Regions from separate parts of the Mus musculus genome. Here region 2 is linked to region 1. The links are chromatin contacts, called in public HiChIP or PLAC-seq maps. All regions are on one chromosome and are shown on one strand. Each heading gives the region's core, a stretch centred on a gene start, on an enhancer-like site or on the middle of the called end of the contact. The rest is flanking DNA. Distances are from core to core; before and after follow the strand shown. Region 1 has its middle 27 kb from the start of Marcks. Region 2 has its middle 80 kb from the start of Gm46220.

Region 1 (4,671 bases), core at 1,657-4,156:
GCATCCTTTGTAGGAGGGCTGGCTTTGTTCCTTTGCTACACAGGGCAAGTTAGAATTGATGCTGTATAACTTCTAAAGGCCTCAGAGACATGTTGCATTTTCTCCTGAGGAATCTTCCTTTAGGAAGGTAACCACCAAGCTAGAAGTTCAAGCTGAGAAAGGAGGCAACATGAAGGATTCACCCCTACAGGCAGCAGATGTCTCATACTCAACCAGCTGCCAGCTGTAGGAGTGTGCCATCTTGGTCATTCTAATCTCCTGGAGTGTCCAGATGACTACAAACTGAGGCAGCCTTAGTTTCATAGAGCCAAACTTGCCAATTAAGCCTTGTCACCCATAAAATAGTAGAAAACAGCATGTCATCATTGTTGTTGTAGTAAAGACCCTGTGTTTGGGGGCGGTATCAAAATACATGCTGTCCTAGCATGTAGACAGACCCTAGTCTGTTTCACACAACCGGTATAAACGGTTGTTCTTGCTTGTCTTTATAACAAACAATGACGATATTCTATTGATGAATGTATTCATGCGATTCAGGATGTGTTTGTATAACTGTGGAATGGGTTCCCAAAGATAGACTTTCTGGATATAAGAGGGTATGCATTTTGGTTCTAAAAGGTACTTCAAATTGTTCTTGTATATAGCTTCACTAATTTATAGTTCTAACAATACAAAGTCACTGCTCTCCCATACCTTCAAGTCACTGGATTATCAAGCTTCTGGATTTTTGCTCATCTAAATCGGAAAGAATTTGGATCTTATTTTGTAGTTCTATTTTTAAAGTGAAGCTGAAGAGTTGGTCATGGTGGGTGTACTTTTGGGTTTCTCAAATTGATACAAACCTAGATAGGACTGGGAAGAGGGACTCTCAGGGCAGTGGTTCTCAACCTTCCTAATGCTATGGCCCTTTAATACAGTTCCTCATGTTGTGTTGATCCCCAACCATGAAATTATTTTTTTGTTTGTACTTCATATCTGTAATTTTGCTCCCCTTATGAATTACAATATAAATATCTGATATGTGGGATATCAGCTATGTGACCCTTAAAGGGATCCCGACTAACATGTTGAGAACCACTGCATTAAAGCTTACTTCATAACTGAAAATTGTGCTACTGTTATGAATCATAATGGAAATATCTAACATGTAGGATCTTTCTGACATGTGACTTGCAACCCACAGTGAATGGGAAACATTTTAATAGAGATATTGCCTCCCTTAGGTGGCCTGTAGGCAAGTCTGTGTGGGGGGGGGGGATATTTTTTGATTAATGACTGATGTAGAAGGACCCAATTAACTGTGGAACATGCCACCATTAGTGAGGTGGCTGGCCCTAACTAAAAGTGGGCAAAAGATGGGAAGCAAGTCAGTAAGCAGTGGTTCTCCATGAATTCTACTTCAGTTCCTGCCTCAGTTTCTCTCAATGATGGACGGTGGTCAGGAGTTATACAATGAAATAAACTTTTAACTCCCCAGTTGCTTTTGGCCATGGGGTTTTATCACAGCAACAGTGTAGAGAAAATATCTTGTATATTGTATGAATGCATCAACTGTCAATTAAAAAGCCTAAGGCTTAGGCAAGAAATAGAAAGTGGGACATCTGGGAGGAGAAAGAGTTCTGGGAGACAGCCAGGCTGGAGAAAGTCCACCCAGGAAGATGTGAGGATACTGACGAGCACAGGAAACCAGACACGTGGCAAAATGTAGATGAAAAGAAATGGGTTATCTTAAGTTATGATTTTAGACAGAGAAGAATCTAGCTATATGACCAAGTTATTTGTAAATGTATTTTGAGTCTAAGTCTTATTTCTGGAAGCATGGGACTGGGAGGCAGGCCTAACATCTACACAACAGAAAGCAAACTAGGACAATGATAAACCCCTTTACCACCAGTACCTAGAAAACAGGGCCAGAGGTAGGAGGATCTGTATGGATTCAAGGCCAGCTTCATCTACATAATGAGAGCCTGTTTGGTGGAGCCTCTGATAGCTGGAAGTTCCTCTCAGGTTCTTCTACCACCACTGCTATATTAGTAATAATAATAATAATAATAATAATAATAATAATAATGTTGGTTTTTAATCTGTGTGGTTTTTCACTTATGTTTATAACCCATTAGAAGACTCTTCTGGCATCCATGTGCTGTTCAGGCTGGAAACTTGTCTTTTGCAGGGCTTTATCCTAAAGCTAATGCAAAAGCCTTTCTGTAAGAGACCCCTGCCACTACCCATAAGGTACTGATTGTGGCACAGAAGAACATGTATTCCCTCACTGAGTTCCACAAATTAAGCCCCCTTTCCTAAAATTATCTGGAAGGCATGTTGGTGAGAATCAAGGCCATTACATTTTGAACAAGCGTATTTGAAACTCTGGAACTTCGGGCTCAGCAACCTCGGAATAGTTCTATGTTCCTTTCTTGCTGTCTGTACTTACTGTCTAATCTGTGACTTCTCTTTCCTCTGATGCTAATTAATTAACTTAATACCACAAGTGGCAAACCCTAATTTGCTACCTTGCACATACAGACCTCTGCTAAATGTCTGGAATGTTAGTGGGTGGGCCTGGACTTTAACCCTGGTAACCTCTCCCACAGTAACTCATTTTAATTGCTTTTCACCCTTTTTACAGGATCCCCAGAGACAGTGTAACTTTGTAAATAAATTGATCCAAATGACAAGATTTGATTACCTGGTATGATTGCCTTACAGAATCTATGTTTAATATGATTTATACATCCAGAAACTAGTATGTAAAAACCGAGTAAGGAAAGAAATGCGCTTCTCTTCTCGTGAGGAATGCTTTTGCCTTAAACTCTTGTTTCTCAGTGCCTACTTCTGGTTCCTGTAAATCACTGTCAGATTTATCTGAAGGTCCAAACCTTACCACTGGACTCTTCTAACTTCCCTATTCCAAGTGATTAACAGTTTTAGTGAAAGAGGAATCGCGTCTAGCTTCTCCTTACATTTTCCTGACTAATACATTGTGTTAGAGAGTTGATGTTTAACAATGGCCATACAGTGAGACTCTTAAGACTTAAGTAGGTGGGACACTGGCTGGCTCTTTCCAAGGCAGGCTCACTTCCACTGAGGAAAAAAACAAATTAGATCCTCTAAACAGTCATCAATTGTTAGGTTTCAAACCAATGGCTAAGGTGACTTTTAACATAGGAAGGAAAGCGGATGCTGGTTACCAGGCCCTCCTCAGCTGGGGCGCCCCTCCCCCAGCTCTTCTCCCTACATAACCCGGCAGCTTTGGCTACCCATGTCTTTTTTGGTCTTTCAGCTTCTGGCTCTCCCTTACTTTCCCCTCTCTCCATACCTGGATCAGTTCAGCCTGTCTGTCATGTTCACACTGGACTCTTCCCCTATATCTGCCTCTATCAGTGCTCTTCCTTATACCTATAACAAAAATCTCAACCCCTTAGCCTTGTGTCAAGGTCACAGACAAGCTAGAGTTATCTGAAGGGAGGGAACCATAACTGAGTAAAGGACTCCATCAGATCTGGCTGTAAGGCATTTTCTTAATTAGCGATTGATGGGGAAAGACCCAGGCCATTGTGGGTGGTGCCTTGCCTGGGCAGGTGATAATGGTGTCCATAAGAAAGCAGGCTAATCAATTCAGGGGAAGCAAGCCAATAAGCAACCCCTCCATGACATCAGATCCTGTCTCTAGGATCCTGCCCTGTTTGAGTTTCTGTCCTGACCTCCTTCATTGAGGAATAGCAGTGTGGAAGTGTAAGCTGAACAAACCCTTTCCTCCCAACTTGCTTCTTGGTCATGGTGTTTTGTTGTAGCAACAGAAACCCTGACCAAGACAAACAATCATGTCCTTTAATTTTTTTTTCATTCATTAATAATTTTGTCTAATTCCTTTCAGATAAGCCCAACACCTGTCTTTCCTGTGTAAGCAGGCTTTATACACTGTCTTTCCCTTCTCAAAAGACCCTAGTAAGATGTTCTCTCTAAAGACTTACTTGGTTTACTTTACTAACTTAAAAAAAAAAAGAACATATTATGCTACATTCATACATTTCACGTAGTCCCTGAACATATAAGGAAAGTTATTTTCCACAATGGGATGAGGGCATCTCTTCAATGTGCTACTAACAGCTGGTTATGTTTAATCAGAAAACATGAAACTGCATATTTGAAATTATCTCTAATAAGGTTTGTTAAAAGTAAAACTTTCAGTATTACTATGCTCTCCAAATTTAAAAAGATGAAAGTCTTGGGCAAGCAAGATGACTTAGGAGGTAAGAACACCTGCCACCAAGCTTGATGAGCTGAGTTCAATATCTGGGTCACACACACTAGGAGGGGACAGCTGACTCCCAAAAGTTATCTTCTGACATCCACACATGCATGAAGGTGACACATACATATACACTGATGATGAATATGTAATAGCTACAAAGATGGAACTGTTACAAGGGAAAGAGTATCAGGTCCCCAGTGGGATAAGGCCCTAGAATCTACTAGAGTGGTCACTAGACTCCACATCCATCTTTAATGATTTTGTTGACTCAATTGTATCTCAAATGAGTTGGGAGCAGAGCAGGGTGGGTTTCTTAATAGTACATAAGGTTAAAGTGCTAGCATTCCTCTTGCAATATTATATAATAACCAAGTCTCTATTTATCTATTTTATGTATGAGTGCTCTATGTGTATGT
Region 2 (4,754 bases), core at 577-3,076, 870 kb after region 1:
TTCTTTTGACTTCTTAAGTCCCTAGTGGTCTAGTAGACCGCCTTGATCTTACTTGATCTCTTTATGTCACCATAGTAACTTTCAGACTAAAGTCTTTAATAAGCTGCCTTTATCAATAGTGGAATGCTAGGTAAGACTGGAAGAAACCATGAGTAAAACTGCTTAGCTATGGGTAGGATCTCAGATGTAAATCTAGTCTTTAGAGACTGATGCTGTCTAATATTTTCACTCCATATGTCTTCTACTTTTACGAGATGACCCTCAAATAAACAGGAGGAGAATTTCATCAGAATGCAGAACAACAGTCATATTCACACCAGAGAGGTGAAGCAATTGATATCCACCCCTGTTTTCCTTTTGTCTTTATTTCATGCATTGTATATATCCCTTGAATACTTTCTCTAGAGCCTATAACAAGCCAGGCATGATTGTCTTACTACTGCAGTCACTAACCTCATGAGGGGTGTGACAGTTTCCTTGTGGCTGTTGGAGAAAACAACTAGAACACACTAGTTTTACACTGGAGCAAAATGAGGAAAAAATGAAGAAGTCAGGTACACTTTGTCTTTAAAAGTATATTTTAATCTTGTTGTCAGCAGAGTAAATACTATTTAAAGCTAGAATTATGAAAAAAGTCTCAAACTCAAAAGCCAAATAAACTGCTCTGGTACTTATTTTAATTTTAATTTTAGAAATAAAATACACCTTTTCCTTTCCACTCTCCAACTTTTTCCGTGTACCACCTCCTGCCATTTGCTCTAAGTTTGTGTCATATATTTATACATGTACATATATACATATGTGTATATATATATATATGTATATGTATTTTGTGTGTGTGTATGTGTGTGTGTGTGTGTGTGTGTGTGTGTGTGTGTGTGTGTGTGTGAGTGTGTGTGTGTGAGAGAGAGAGAGAGAGAGAAAGCAGAGTTCACCAAATGACGTTAATACTCTTCTAAAATTCCTACCTCTAAATATTCGTACTCTGAGATCATGGTAGAATCTTGAGGAGTAAGTAGAACAATTAAGTTCATAATAATCTCTGACTAGCAAAGTTACAGCATTCTTCTTAATTACATCTGTGGTTTTGTTTTGATATTAAAGTCTTCTGTGCCCTAGGTTTCCTTTTTCTGGTACTAATGGTTAATTGTTTCAGACTGCCACAAAAGTCCTTTGTTAGACTTGTAATGCCTGTGTTTCATGTCAAATGCTAATTGTTAAGTGGCAATATACCACTGTGAAATTGGAAGATCTTCTATATCTGTATATACAGAGGACTGATGATGAAATCAATATAGGTAAAGAGATGCAGAGAGATTATTTGGGTTCATTCTTGCTATGTGACTTTTTGTTGTTTTATGTTTGGTTTTTCGCCATTTGTATATGTTCATGTCCATGTACCAGATCATAAGTTCCTACAAAATCACTGACCACTGACATGTTTAAGTCAACTTGAACCAAACATAATTCTCAATGAAGAAAGAATCAGTTAAAATCATATTTTCTGTTTAGTGTCAGCTGATTTTGTGAGCATACTGTTTAGAAGATATAAATTTCCCACAAACTATTGCAAGTACTTAGAAGAGTTAAATAGTAATTCAATGCCATCTCTGTCATTAGTGAAGAATGCTCACAACAGAAAGAATGGGATAAAAGCAAGAAGACAAAGCTTTCTGTCCTCTGTTCAAAGAAATTGATACTCAAACTCTATTTCCTCACTTCTGCTCCCAGTAAGTGAATGGCAGCATTGCAGAAGAGGAAGCACCTTGTTCCACTTGGGGCTTCATTTCCTGAATGACAAGCTGTTTCTTCCTTTGCCCCACATCTTGAGAACTCTTAAGAGTTCTCCTCCTGTGTCTTACTGTTTGCTAACTCGTGCAGTTCAATTTATATTGACTTTAGTATCAGCTGAGAAATCACAGTCCCTCCCTGTGATGCTGAATGCGGTTAGCTGTTAACTTCCAACATTCTAGTACAGAGAGCTGGATCCTGGAAAACAGCTTCCTCATTTGGCCAGATGTCAACACTGGTAAAGACAGAGGAACAGAGGGACAGAGGGACTTGGTGACACTCAGTGAAGAAAGTGATCTTTCTTCAGGTGTGAGGAATTTGTACTCAACGTGGGGGAGAAACACTGTTCTTATGCTTCTGTGACAGAATATATTAATGCTTAAAATCATGGAGAGCAGTATTAGCTAAACAAGCCTTATCTTTGCTGTTGTCTATAACTATTCCTTGGAATAGAAGACTAACAAGAAAAATTATTAGTGTCAGTTCACTAGAGGTTACTATGTAAGGAAGGACAATACAGGAATAAATGTTGGGGGTGTGAAAATGGCTCAAAAATAAAGTGCTTGCTGTCAAGACCTGACCACCTAAATTCAGATCCTCATCGCCTACATAAAACGCCAGGCATGCTGTCCAGCTAATCTTGCTGAAATGCTGAGGAAGCATATATCAAAAAATAAGACAAATAGCAATAGAGGAAGGCCTCAAACATTATTTTTTATATTTTTTATACTAGGTATTTTCTCCATTTACATATCCAGTGCTATCCCCCAAAACAAACCCATAACCTCCCCCCTGCCCCCACACTTCCCTACCCACACACTCCCACTTCTTGGCCCTGGCTTTCCCCTGTACTGAGTGAGGCATACAAAGTTTGCACGACCAATGGGCCTCTCTTTCCACTGATGGCTAACTAGGCCATCTTCAGATACATATGAAGCTAGAGACACGAGCGCCAGGGGGTACTGGTTAGTTCATAATGTTGTTCCACCGATAGGTTTGCAGACCCCTTTAGCTCCTTGGATATTTTCTCTAGCTCCTCCACTGGGGGCCCTGTGATCCATCCAATAGCTGACTGTGAGCATCCACTTCTGTGTTGGCTAGGCCCTGGCATAGCTTCACAAGAGACAGCTTTATCAGGGTCCTTTCAGCAAAATCTTGCTAGTGTATGCAATGGTGTCATGGTTTGGAGGCTGATTATGTGATGGATCCCCGGATATGGCAGTCTCTAGATGGTCTATCCTTTTATCTCAGCTGCAAACTTTGTCTCTGTAACTCCTTCCATGGTTGTTTTGTTCCCAATTCTAAGAAAGGGTAAAGTGTCCACACTTTGGTCTTCGTTCTTCTTGAATTTCATGCGTTTGGCAAGTTGTATCTTATATCTTGGGTATCCTAAGTTTCTGGGCTAATATCCACTTATCAGTGAGTACATATTGTGCGAGTTCCTTTGTGATTGGGTTACCTCACTCAGGATGATGCCCTCCAGGTCCAACCATTTGCCTGGGAATTTCATAAATTCATTCTTTTTAATAGCTGAGTGGTACTCCATTGTGTAAATGTACCACATTTTCTGTATCCATTCCTCTGTTGAGGAGCATCTGGGTTCTTTCCAGCTTCTGGCTATTATAAATAAGGCTGCTATGAACATAGTGGAGAATGTATCCTTCTTACCAGTTGGGGCATCTTCTGGATATATGCCAAGGAGAGGTATTGCAGGATCCTCTGGTACTACTATGTCCAAATTCTGAGGAACTGTCAGACTGATTTCCAGAGTGGTTGTACAAGCTTGCAATCCCACCAGCAATGGAGGAGTGTTCCTCTTTCTCCACATCCTTGCCAGCATCTGCTGTCACCTGAAATTTTGATCTTAGCCATTCTGACTGCTGTGAGGTGGAATCTCAGGGTTGTTTTGATTTGCATTTCGCTGATCATTAAGGATGCTGAACATTTTTTCAGGTGCTTCTCAGCTATTTGGTATTCCTCAGGTGAGAATTCTTTGTTTAGCTCTGAGCTCCATATTTTAACTGGGTTATTTGATTTTCTGGAGTCCACCTTCTTGAGTTCTTTATATATATTGGATATTAGTCTCCTATCTGATTTAAGATTGGTAAAAATCCTTTCCTAATCTGTTGGTGGCCTTTTGTCTTATTGACAGTGTCTTTTGTCTTACAGAAGCTTTGCAATTTTATGAGGTCCCATTTGTCGATTCTCAACCTTAGAGCACAAGCCATTGCTGCTCTATTCAGGATTTTTCTTCCCCTGTGTCCATATCTTCGAGGCTTTTCCCCACTTTCTCCTCTATAAGTTTCAGTGTCTCTGGTTTTATTTGGAATTCTTTGATCCACTTCGAATTGACCTTAGTACAAGAAAATAGGAATGGATCAATTCGGGTTCTTCTACATGTTAACCGCCAGTTGTGCCAGCACCATTTGTTGAAAATGCTGTCTTTTTTCCCACTGGATGGCTTTAGCTCACTTGTCAAAGATCCAGTGACCATAGGTGTGTGGGTTCATTTCTGGGTCTTCAATTCTATTCCATTGGTCTACTTGTCTGTCACTATACCAGTACCAAGCAATTTTTATCACAATTCCTCTGTAGTACAGCTTTAGGTCAGACATGGTGATTCCACCAGAGATTCTTTTATCCTTGAGAAGAGTTTTTGCTATCCTAGGTTTTTTGTTATTCCAGATGAATTTGCAGATTGTTCTTTCTAATTCGTTGAAGAATTGAGTTGGAATTTTGATGGGGATTGCATTGAATCTGTAGATTGCTTTTGGCAAGACAGCCATTTTTACTATATTGATCCTGCCAATCCATGAGCATGGGAGATCTTTCCATCTTCTGGGATCTTCTTTAATTTTTTTCTTCAGAGATTAGAAGTTCTTATCATACAGATCTTTTACTTCCTTAGAGTCATGCCATGATATTTTATATTATTTGTGACTATTGTGAAGGGTGTTGTTTCC

What was found. HiChIP or PLAC-seq counts read pairs in DNA pulled down with a chosen protein or histone mark.
Region 2: an H3K27ac HiChIP or PLAC-seq map of microglia shows a contact between it and region 1, with 6 times the contacts expected there. The contact joins two enhancer-like sites. A contact is called at or near these places in 1 of 115 datasets of contacts at active chromatin or transcription factors (microglia) and 1 of 9 other capture datasets (embryonic stem cells).

The regions. Positions count from the first base shown.
Region 1 is chr10:37,109,990-37,114,660 of GRCm38.p6, forward strand. No RefSeq gene overlaps it. Among named protein-coding and RNA genes, the nearest start is that of Marcks, 27 kb to the right of the region's middle. Within about 2 kb of position 2,907, at least 10 of the 459 cell types and tissues checked have an H3K27ac peak or open chromatin away from gene starts, as enhancers often do. A contact at or near this core is called in microglia, where this site is marked.
Region 2 is chr10:37,977,320-37,982,073 of GRCm38.p6, forward strand. No RefSeq gene overlaps it. Among named protein-coding and RNA genes, the nearest start is that of Gm46220, 80 kb to the right of the region's middle. Within about 2 kb of position 1,827, at least 6 of the 459 cell types and tissues checked have an H3K27ac peak or open chromatin away from gene starts, as enhancers often do. A contact at or near this core is called in microglia, where this site is marked.